2 separate regions of the Mus musculus genome follow, and region 1 is linked to region 2. A link is a contact called in public HiChIP or PLAC-seq data. All regions are on one chromosome and are shown on one strand. Each heading gives the region's core, a stretch centred on a gene start, on an enhancer-like site or on the middle of the called end of the contact. The rest is flanking DNA. Distances are from core to core; before and after follow the strand shown.

What was found. HiChIP or PLAC-seq counts read pairs in DNA pulled down with a chosen protein or histone mark.
Region 1: a contact with region 2 is called in an H3K27ac HiChIP or PLAC-seq map of embryonic fibroblasts, with 14 read pairs. The contact joins two enhancer-like sites. A contact is called at or near these places in 2 of 15 datasets of contacts at CTCF or cohesin (the G1E-ER4 cell line and the NIH/3T3 cell line), 11 of 484 Hi-C or Micro-C datasets (DN3 thymocytes, bone marrow-derived macrophages, embryonic fibroblasts and 5 more) and 13 of 115 datasets of contacts at active chromatin or transcription factors (acute myeloid leukemia, bone marrow-derived macrophages, embryonic fibroblasts and 3 more).

The regions. Positions count from the first base shown.
Region 1 is chr13:109,713,638-109,718,527 of GRCm38.p6, reverse strand. The region is part of intron 3 of Pde4d (phosphodiesterase 4D, cAMP specific); the gene reads right to left. Among named protein-coding and RNA genes, the nearest start is that of Mir1904, 190 kb to the left of the region's middle. Within about 2 kb of position 3,032, at least 19 of the 459 cell types and tissues checked have an H3K27ac peak or open chromatin away from gene starts, as enhancers often do. A contact at or near this core is called in embryonic fibroblasts, where this site is marked.
Region 2 is chr13:109,613,665-109,618,667 of GRCm38.p6, reverse strand. All of the region lies in intron 3 of Pde4d (phosphodiesterase 4D, cAMP specific), which reads right to left. Among named protein-coding and RNA genes, the nearest start is that of Gm32703, 180 kb to the right of the region's middle. Within about 2 kb of position 2,522, at least 25 of the 459 cell types and tissues checked have an H3K27ac peak or open chromatin away from gene starts, as enhancers often do. A contact at or near this core is called in embryonic fibroblasts, where this site is marked.

The sequences.
Region 1 (4,890 bases), core at 1,783-4,282, 99 kb before region 2:
TAACAGTAAAGATGCCACTGCTCTCTGCTGCTTAGTGGGGTTTGATAGTTTGTATATTTCTGTCTCTTTTGGGGACTTTACTTTCCTATACATAAAACATGAAGAGGAAATTTTTATGAAAATACAAATGAACTATTACTTCTTTTAAAAAATAATTCATTACAAAATTTCTCTACAGCAAATACGTTCCTTAGTTGGATTAAAATGTACGACATCGCATGCATCGAGTTTATAGACATTTAAGGTTTTGACTCAGTAACAGTGTTTCTTAAAATTTTGCCTAAGTATTTAGCCAGATAGGAAGATTAAGATTTCTTTTTACAAAGATACTTAATAAAATGGGTGTGGGGCGAAATAAAAAAAAATAAAATGGGAAGAGGAGGGGAGACAGTAAATGGCCCATGTGAGAGAAAGAGCTAGACAAATCATTTTGTTCTGGATAAACTGCTATGATCCTGTGAGAACATGAGACATACTTGGTCCCATATGGTGAGAGAAGATGCTTATCCTACAAGATATGGGAACTGCTTGTTATGTTCCTAACTTTTGTTTTGTTTTACTATGTTGCTAAAGCTGCTCTTAACTCATTCTTATGCATATGAGTGTTTTACCTACATGGATGCCTGCATACCATGCGTGCGCCTGGGGTCTGAAGAGGCCAGAAGAGGGCATCAGATCCCCAGGGCCAGAGGTACAGATGGTTGTGAGCCATCATGTGGGTGGTGGGAATCGAACCTTCATCCTCTGGACAAGTAGAACATGTTCTTATCATTGAGCCACCTCAACAAACCCTATCAAAGATCTCTTGATCCTCCTGCCTCTGCCTCTTTAATGTGCTGGCATTACAGGATGTGGCACTATTGTAACCAAAATGGTATGGAACAGTAGGATACTCAGATAGATAGTCCCTGTCTTGCCATGGTTCAGCTAAGGAGTTTTCAACCTTTTAACAAGCATACCTATATGTTTGCTATTGGTTTTGTCTTGTCGATTTTACACATTCTGTCTAGTGCTCAATGCCTTACAGGTAGTCTTCAATGTTGTATTGGAAAGTTGGTTTTGTGTTTTGACCACTATCAATTAAAAGAATGTTTAGGTATGGTGTTCATTAGCTAAGTATATTCAGTGGCCTTTTTTACACAATATTTTTAGCTTATATGGGTTTGCTGAAATATAACCTACTGTAAACAAAAATTTTAAATACGGCAGTAAAATAATTTGAAATGTCCAGCCTCTCTGACCTGGTCATTTTACACTTATATATAATATATACTATCATGTGCAACCTGCATATATTTCAGGAGGCACATGGTGTGGTGCCATTATATTGATGTTTTATGAATTCAGTCTTTTAGCAGTTGCAGCTTTTCTACAGTGAATGTGTTTACTTCATCGTCAGAATAATGTGTCCCTGCAAAATAATTCAGTGAGAAGCTCCTTTCGGAAGTGTGTTTGCAAGGCAGAGGGCAGCCTGTTTGCAAAGTTCTCCTTGCTGACAAAGAGGCCTCTGAAGTATCCCTACCAGGGATCCCACTGAAGGTAAATGCAGTGATAATTGTGCTGGCAACACAGTTTTGAGCTCAAATGTCACAGTTATGAGCTTGGGTACACAAGGACACATTGGAAATGTCAGTCAATGTCAGCTTCCTCTAAAGTAGTGGTCAGAGAAGTGTGCAACTTTGCCCCCAAAGGAAAGCATTGTGGCTGTAATTAGATACTATAAATACATGGGCAAAGAATCTGTAAATAAGCAATATCACAGAGGCCTTCTTGCAGGCTATTTTTCCTTCTGAGATCTGTGTCACACTCACAGACATGAAGGCAGCCAGGAAGCTGTATCTGTTTACTCTTAATTTATTTTTATAACTGTGCATGCCAGCAATGGGGGAAAACAGTTAGAACAAAATTTAGAGTAACAATGAGGTCTCTAAGTTTTAGAAAAATCTTGCCAGACAAGAAGTTCTACCTATCAGGGAGTTATAAATCCTAGCCTCACGGAAATGTCATTTTCAATTGAACACATGTGGTGGGGCTTGAAGTTTTGGCCTCTACTCGTGGTTCTGCCAACAGTCCTGTGCCTTGTGCAGATGCCCTGCCTCTCTGCATCTTGCTTTTACACCTGTATATATGGATAGGACTGTGCTATGTGTAGCTCAGGATGGAGCCTGAGAAAATGTGGACAAAACACAGAGCATCATCTCAGGTACATAGTAAGCATTGGAACCGGACTCCTTTTCCTTCCTTACAGCCATAGAAAAGGCTTTCAGAGACTTCAACAGCATCCTATGGAAACAGGGATGCAATCCAATAAACATGTTCATGCTCTCTCTCTGTCTGTCTCTGTCTCTGTCTGTCTGTCTGTCTGTCTGTCTGTCTCTCTCTCACACACACACACACACACACACGACATCATTAATGCACAAAAATAACTAATATCTACTTAAACAGCCAAATTTTTGCAAATCCTTTATTGTCCAGGAAGTTTTATTTAGAGAAAAATATTTACTGATAAAATACGAGAGTATTTATTTTCTAGAGAGTTTTTTTTTTTTATAAAAAAGACACAATCATATCTATGTAGAAATGCCCTTATCCTTCTTTTTATATATAATGGCAAGTCTCTCAGAGGAGCCTTTAAAGCCAATGGCAATAAACACAGTTCAATTTCCATTTGGCATTTCTGTAAGCTCTCTGTGTGTGGTTAGGTTATAATAGAAGAAAAAAAATAAAATAAAACTAGCTAGAGACTGCAGATACTATTTAAAGGCATCGGGACAGAACCACATTGAAATTTTATCCTTATTATTCTAATAACACATAAATGTGCAAGGTGAAAAACATAATCACCCATCAGGTCATCTGTCCTAGAAAATAACAGAAGTAAATGTCCTTGCTCTTGTCAGTCAAGTGTACACTCAGCAATGCAGATATAAAAACCAATCACCAGCTGGAGACCATAGTAATCTTAGGAGAAACTTTCAGCCACAATGACTAACAGTCACATAATCTTTACACAGATGCCTTACTGAGAGATGCATAACCATTTATGGACATCTTCTGCATGGTGACTTCTTGTTTCAAGACAGGCTGGGGCTGCATGCAACCCAACATACTATTAAAAAGTAAACTTGCAATCAACTTATTCAACATTTTGGAATCTCTGTCGTTTTTATAGTTCCAGATGCTGAGATTTATCTAGATAAAGTGAGACTATGTTATTTCTGAATGAGAACTCTAAAAGCAAATATTTATAACACTGATCTAAATGGTCTATTGTAGTGAAAGTGCCTGTATGCCCATGCACGTATGCCTATATGGATCTAATCAGGTTTTATAAAATGATTGCAATTACAAGCCATACATTTCTATCACGCATTTTGTCTATGGACCATTTTGGTGCACACAAACACACACATACACACACCCGTGCACATATGCACACACAAACGTATACACTATTGTGATATGACTTTTAAAACAATACCATATAGTTGATCACACTTGGCCATAACAGAAACCATACATTACTGGGGGAAAACCCTCTGTTATGAAACTATTTAAGTCAGAGAGTGTAAAAGTTGATTATATGAAGAGCTATACCCAAGCCAACATGCATCACCCAGTGCATTTTCAATTATCGTAAGCACATATATTTAAAAGTATAAAGTAGTACAGTTCTAATTCTTAGAGCACGCTGGTTTTGTAATGCTTGTGACCTACAGTACTCAATGGGCAAGAAGCCCATGTGTACCAAATACAAGTCAAAGGACAAAGAAGTTCTGCTCATGTTCATGCCAAAACAAAGTCAACTAAAATTTCCAGACTTTCAGAGGTAGTAGTCACAGGAAAGGGGATTAGGAGTGACAGATGGAAAGGAGTATCAGATAGAATGATTTTAACATTGATAACAGTTGCCTGGTTGCTGAGTGTTGGATGTCTAAAAACCTTAAAATGGGATGCAGGCCTTAGGTATCATGGATGGGGATTCCCTGTTCATCCAGAAGGCACTCACACTATAAGAAACTACCAGTGGTACACAGGTGAGCTGGGCCAACAATTCAATCTGTGTGCCTCTGCAGCATAGGAATTAATATGTCACCCATGTGCTGGTGTTCTTTCTGGTCTCAAGAAGAATCATGACTTTAAACAGGACCAAATTTACGACCCAGGCTTATCGGTCAAGACACAAAAATTACTGCTTCTGACTGGATACCATGTGCAGCAGAGGCCAGACACTGCTGTTCCCCCAACACACACACACTGCTTGGCGATTCCCACTGTTCCCATTAATGCTCTGGTATCCCTTGACCTACTTCCTAACGTACCCCAGCAATTTCTGCTCTGTCTAGATGCAAGGACTCTCACTGTCCTTATTCTAACCGACTCTCTAGGAGAAGAAAGAAGAAAGGATTCTGTAGTGATTAGCAATAGGACACAGCCATAAAGATATTTACAAGGCAAAATGCAAATACAGTTAGAGATAAGCTAAAAATAGAAGTTTCCATTGAGTATGCTCCATGGTGAACCATACGCAGTTCTTTTATATAGACTTATATTGTTATATTTGTAGATTATAATTGTATAGCTGGCAAGTAAAAATGTGAGAGGCAGTCTATAAAATTTTTGCATGAACTGTGTGAGCATAAATACAGAGAAAGCGACAAGCAGTTTCAGGATGTTAATTGGGCACAAAATAAACTCACATTAAAATAAATTCTAAGCATATTAAAAGTAAGTCAAAGAAAGACTCTACTAATAATGAAAAGTAGTGAAATAGCTTCTGTTTAGATGTTTAAAAAAATCCTGGAATTTTCTTTTCTTTTTTTTTTTTCCCAAGACAGGGTTTCTCTGTGTAGCCCTGGCTGTCCTGGAACTCACTTTGTAGACCAG
Region 2 (5,003 bases), core at 1,273-3,772:
GGTCAGATCATCTTGGGCTACCTTCAGCCTTCCTAGTAACCATCTAGTGCCATTCTCCGTACCTGACCTAAGATCTTTCTGACAATTCGGTACATCATTTGGAATGTCTAAACAAGCACCTAGCTGCCACAGACCTAAGGCTTATTAGCCTGTAGCTCTGTATTTTTAGGTCCCACGCCAGTTGTTTGTTGGAGTTAGTGAGCGTATTAGTGACATCTCTATTGTTTTGACAACACACCAGGACCAAGACAACTTGAAGAAAGGGTTTATTTGGGGCTTACAGAGAATGATACATTCTGTAACATGGTAGGTACAGTGTGGGCGGGGTGCTGAGAGCTTAGGGCTCACATCTGGAACCACCAGGAAGAAACAGAGACCTACCTGGGAATGACATGCAGATTTTTTTAAAAGTCAAAGTCCACTCCCAGTGATATACTTTCTCCAGAAAGGCCACAACTCCTACATGTTCCCAACAGTGCCTGCAACTGGGGACCAAGTATTCAAATGCCAGGGATTTATGGGGAACATCTCATTCAAACGCCTAAAGCTAGTTAGTTTCTGTTCCAGCTTTTGACTAGTCCATCAAGTTGTCCAGTTTTCTCAATCTTTAAAATATTCAAAAGCTTTAAAATATTACAGCTCTAAAAATGAGTTTTAAAAGTGAAAAGTTTCTATATACTGAGAAGATAATTCATTCTACTTAAAAAAATTATAAAAACAGTGAACTGAAGTGTCCTAAAATTTTGCTTTGTGCGATGTTATTTCTGAGACTTCTTGTTGTCTGTGTGCCAGGACATTCTTAAGAATTTTGGGTCTAGAAGTCCAACTTAGCATAGATCTTGGCTCTCCTGTTGCCTGTCCTTAGCTTCTATGCACATATGTCCATATGTAGGGAAAGACAAGAATGGGGTGTGTGTTAAAGGGAAAGAGATGTATAATGGGAGAGAGGAGGGAGAGAATTAGGGAGAGGGATTGTGCATGAGAGAGAAAGGAAGATGGGGAAAGGGAGGGAGGGAGAGAAGGAGGGAGGGAAGGAGGAAAGGAGGGAGGGAGAGAAGGAGGGAGGGAGGAAGAAAAGAGGAGGGGAGGAAAGGAGGAGGGGAAGGAGGAGGGGGAGAGGAAGAGGGAGGAGGAGGAGGAAGAGGAGGAGGAGGAAGAAGAGGAAGAGGAAGGTCAAGAACACAACTAAGCAAGCACTATCTCTCTTTGACACGTTCTAGTACTCTCCACAGAGCACAGGGACAACGTATACTAGATATTAATTTTATATGCTCTTCTCGCTGGCCTTGCTTTCCCAGTCTCCTCTCTCCAATCTCTGGCCACTCTCCTTTCTCAGTGTATGGTCACTCTTCCACAATGTAGAACCTGAGACAAATCATCCCCCTCTGGGATTAGCAGGTTGATTCTCATGATGTATCTGCTTGGCTACAAGATTCCACTCCAATAGTCTCTGAAGCAGAATGCAGTCTCATACCCTGATCCTTGTCTCTAGCACTGACCTAAGCATCATGTCCAAAACCACGGACATTGCGATGCTAAAACAGGCTCCTGTTTGAACAACACACATTAGCCCAATGTGAATGATGAATATTCATGAAAGCATGTTTAGAAATTACAGAAAAATGAGATGAACAAGAGAAATGAAAATCATCCCTACTAGAACTAAATTGGAAATCTGGCTCATTTTCATTTTTGTATGTAAACAGATGCGTTTATGCATCTAATTTTAATATTTAATTGAGATTTTTAATGTCTGTGATTAATTTTAGATTCTATTCTACTTCTTATTTTACAAGAAGCATTTCCTCATATTATCTAACATGTGAAAATAAAATTAGTAGTTGATGCCTTGATACAATACCAAAATTTATCTAAACATTAGTTCATATGGTATATTTATGTTCCATGACATCCATAGTACAACTAATTTTGGATGGTTATCTTTGAACACTTATATTTTTAAAGTCTCAAAAGATCTCTAAAATTCAAACCCTTTAAAGCAGAAATAATAATAAAAAAATAGGCTTAATTTTAGAGCCTGAGGTATGTAATGATTTTTATTTATTTTCCTAAGAAGAATACCTTGAGTTAGCTTAAAAATTAATGTAGCAAACTACATTTGTATGCATGATTCATACTTTAAAAAATTTTGCAAATGTAAGATCATTTGACATAACTTGCTGTGTGTTACAGGGAGTTCACTCCATGATAATTAGTCAGTACTGAGAATAACAAGACAGTGATTTCTTATACGATAGGAAAATGAAAAAAATCCCACCATGAGTAGTTATGTGGACCATATTTTATAAAAGGCTGAGAGCGATAAAAGTGAAGGAAAGAAAGCCAGCCAGGAGGTTGTTATTAAAGAGACCCAGAAGTCAGCCGCTGCCGTTTCTTGTGCTCTGTGAGGACTAGAGAGCTGCAGGTCAGCATTTCAGAAAAATCATGCCCATGGGGGCACAAGGCTTTACTTGAGGCAGGTTTTCCTAATTGTAACGTTCTGTTGAAGAGAAGTCCTTGACTTAAACATATCCTTTTGTGCCCTCTAGTGTTTGAATTCACAAACACTTCGGAGAAGGTTAACTCAGAGTTCAGATGGGACTACCTTGCTTTTCATTCTGCAATTTAAAAATCCCTCGTTTCACAAGAACAGTCAAGTTGCAATACCACCTACCACTGAGCAAATCTTGCCGCGCCTGCCGCCTTCATTTTTAATGAACAAAGCCTTATTGGCACATGTGCCACAGCCCTCTAAAGGGTCATATGTGGACAACTGCATTTTTTCTTCAGGACAGAGTTGAATATTGACTTACTGGCTGACAGTGCAAAATCTTTTACTATCTGGATTTGCATCAGGTGACCCTTGCTTGGGCCAGAGAATTCAGTATTACGTTAGAGACTGTTAACATTTTAGAAATTAAAAAAAAAATGCCATTCCTTTCTATCAACCCCCGAGACCCTAGTAAAAATAGATAGTTCTAAGTCAGGCAATTGGCTTTTGGTTCGGTGACCAAGCACTTACTTCCTTAATGAAACGCGAGCTGTCATAATTCTTGTAATATGTGCTCACTGAGATGATATACACCTGATCCTGATGACTTTGTTGCGATTATATCAGAAAGAACAAAATAAGATCAAAGGTCTTCACCCAATAAGACCAGAGCCAGACAAACTTTCAGATCCTTGTGCTAACTCACTGTGGTAGCAGCTTCCTGTCCTTAGGATTGTACCCGAGACAACCAGCCAAGCCAGAAAGGTTACACACAGTTTGGGGGCATTCTTGACCACGCCAGTTAGCCCTGTTGTTTTGGGTGAGACAGCATATTTCAGAGGGACTGTGGGCAAACCAAACCACTCATTGGCAGAAAAGGCCTCAAGTTCCAGCACCCCTTTTAAGGGTACATCCCAGTGACCCAAAGAAGTATGACAGGGATGTATCTTTTAAAGGTTCCTCTGCTACTCTCTAGATCAGACACGTCTTTATTACAATAGCCCTTTCGGGACACTCTAAATGCAAACTGCAGCATCCATATATTATTGATTAGCCGGAACACAACTGATCAACACCTCCATTTTTATACACTTAGAAAGAAAGCATTATTTTATGTTTAGATATACACACAGTATTTCTGTACCCTAATATACCACTTATTACAAATACAGAGTGTATCTGAATTTGTGTTTGAGGCAATTCTTATGCGATTGGTATTTTATGTATATCAAGGGTAGAGGGCACCAAGAGAAGGTGGTAGCTCTGTGTGGGAACGTCACTGGCTATTCAACTTATCTGGTTCAAATCGCAGGTCTTCTCATGGCTCTTTCGTGTACCTTGTACCTTTATTGAAATTCCCCTCCCCCATCACGTTTGAAATGACCACTGCATAGTTTATTCAAGCTTTTCGTAATGTTTCTCAAGAAGGGAATGCATTTTCCCTTTCTAACTTTAAATCTGATTTCCATTAGAATCCTGGTCATCACCCTTCCACCCCCCACCCCCGTCAAAGATACACAGAAGCAACAGCCTGGCCAGACAGTTTATACAACCCTTTAAACATACACCCAAGCACAAGACACTGCAGAGACTTACAAACATCCAAACCAAGTAATGGAAACCAACAGCATTGCTTCTAAGCTACAGTAACGACAGTGAACTTTCTTGTGAAGTGTCAAGAGAAACGAAAATAAAATTCAGGGCAAATTAACACCATACCTTCAATCCACAAGGGGGAAAAAAAGTATCCAGACTTACCTGAAAAAGAAAAAGAAAAGCAATAAATCTCAAAATAAAGAATTAAATTTATAATAGATAATGCAATTTTTTATAAGTATGTAGTTAGTTCTTAAACACAGTTTTCTGTAAATAACAAGTTACACTTTTTAAAAATGTATGTCAACGCCAAAATGGCTGGCAGTGGTGTTCTCTAGTGACCAAATCTGCCACTGTGTCTCATGAAAACTATACAAAGCCCCTGACCACACTACTTGTCCCTCCCAGCAGCCTCACTGGCCATCTAGCCATTGCTGGAAAGCAGTAAGGATCTTCCAGCCACTCCCCACCCTCTGTGTGCTCTCTCTTGTCTGTGCACCCCCAAGCCCCCATGAGTATCTTCAAGTCTTGCCTCTAGGGCCTTCTTTACAACAAAGACTGCCTGACTTCCTTTCTGGAAATTCCTAGCATCTGCCAGCCTAAGCTTTTAGTTCTTCTCCATTTACATTACATTTCCCATGGCATTTATAGCTCCGTAGCCCGCTGGAAACATTTACTTAATTACGTTTATGAGTCTACCTGTCCTTATGTAAGTTACGCTAAATACAACCTTCCTAGATAAGCTACCTTTTGTAGAAACTGGGGGGGGGGGTGTTCTACGTGTTTTATTCAATATTGAACACCTAGGACTGCAAAATGCATAGGAAAGAGAAGCTGTTTGAATAACCATTTCTTTAAGGAATGGAGGAATGGATAAAATAGCCACGAAAAAGCCAAATGTATTTCAATGTATATA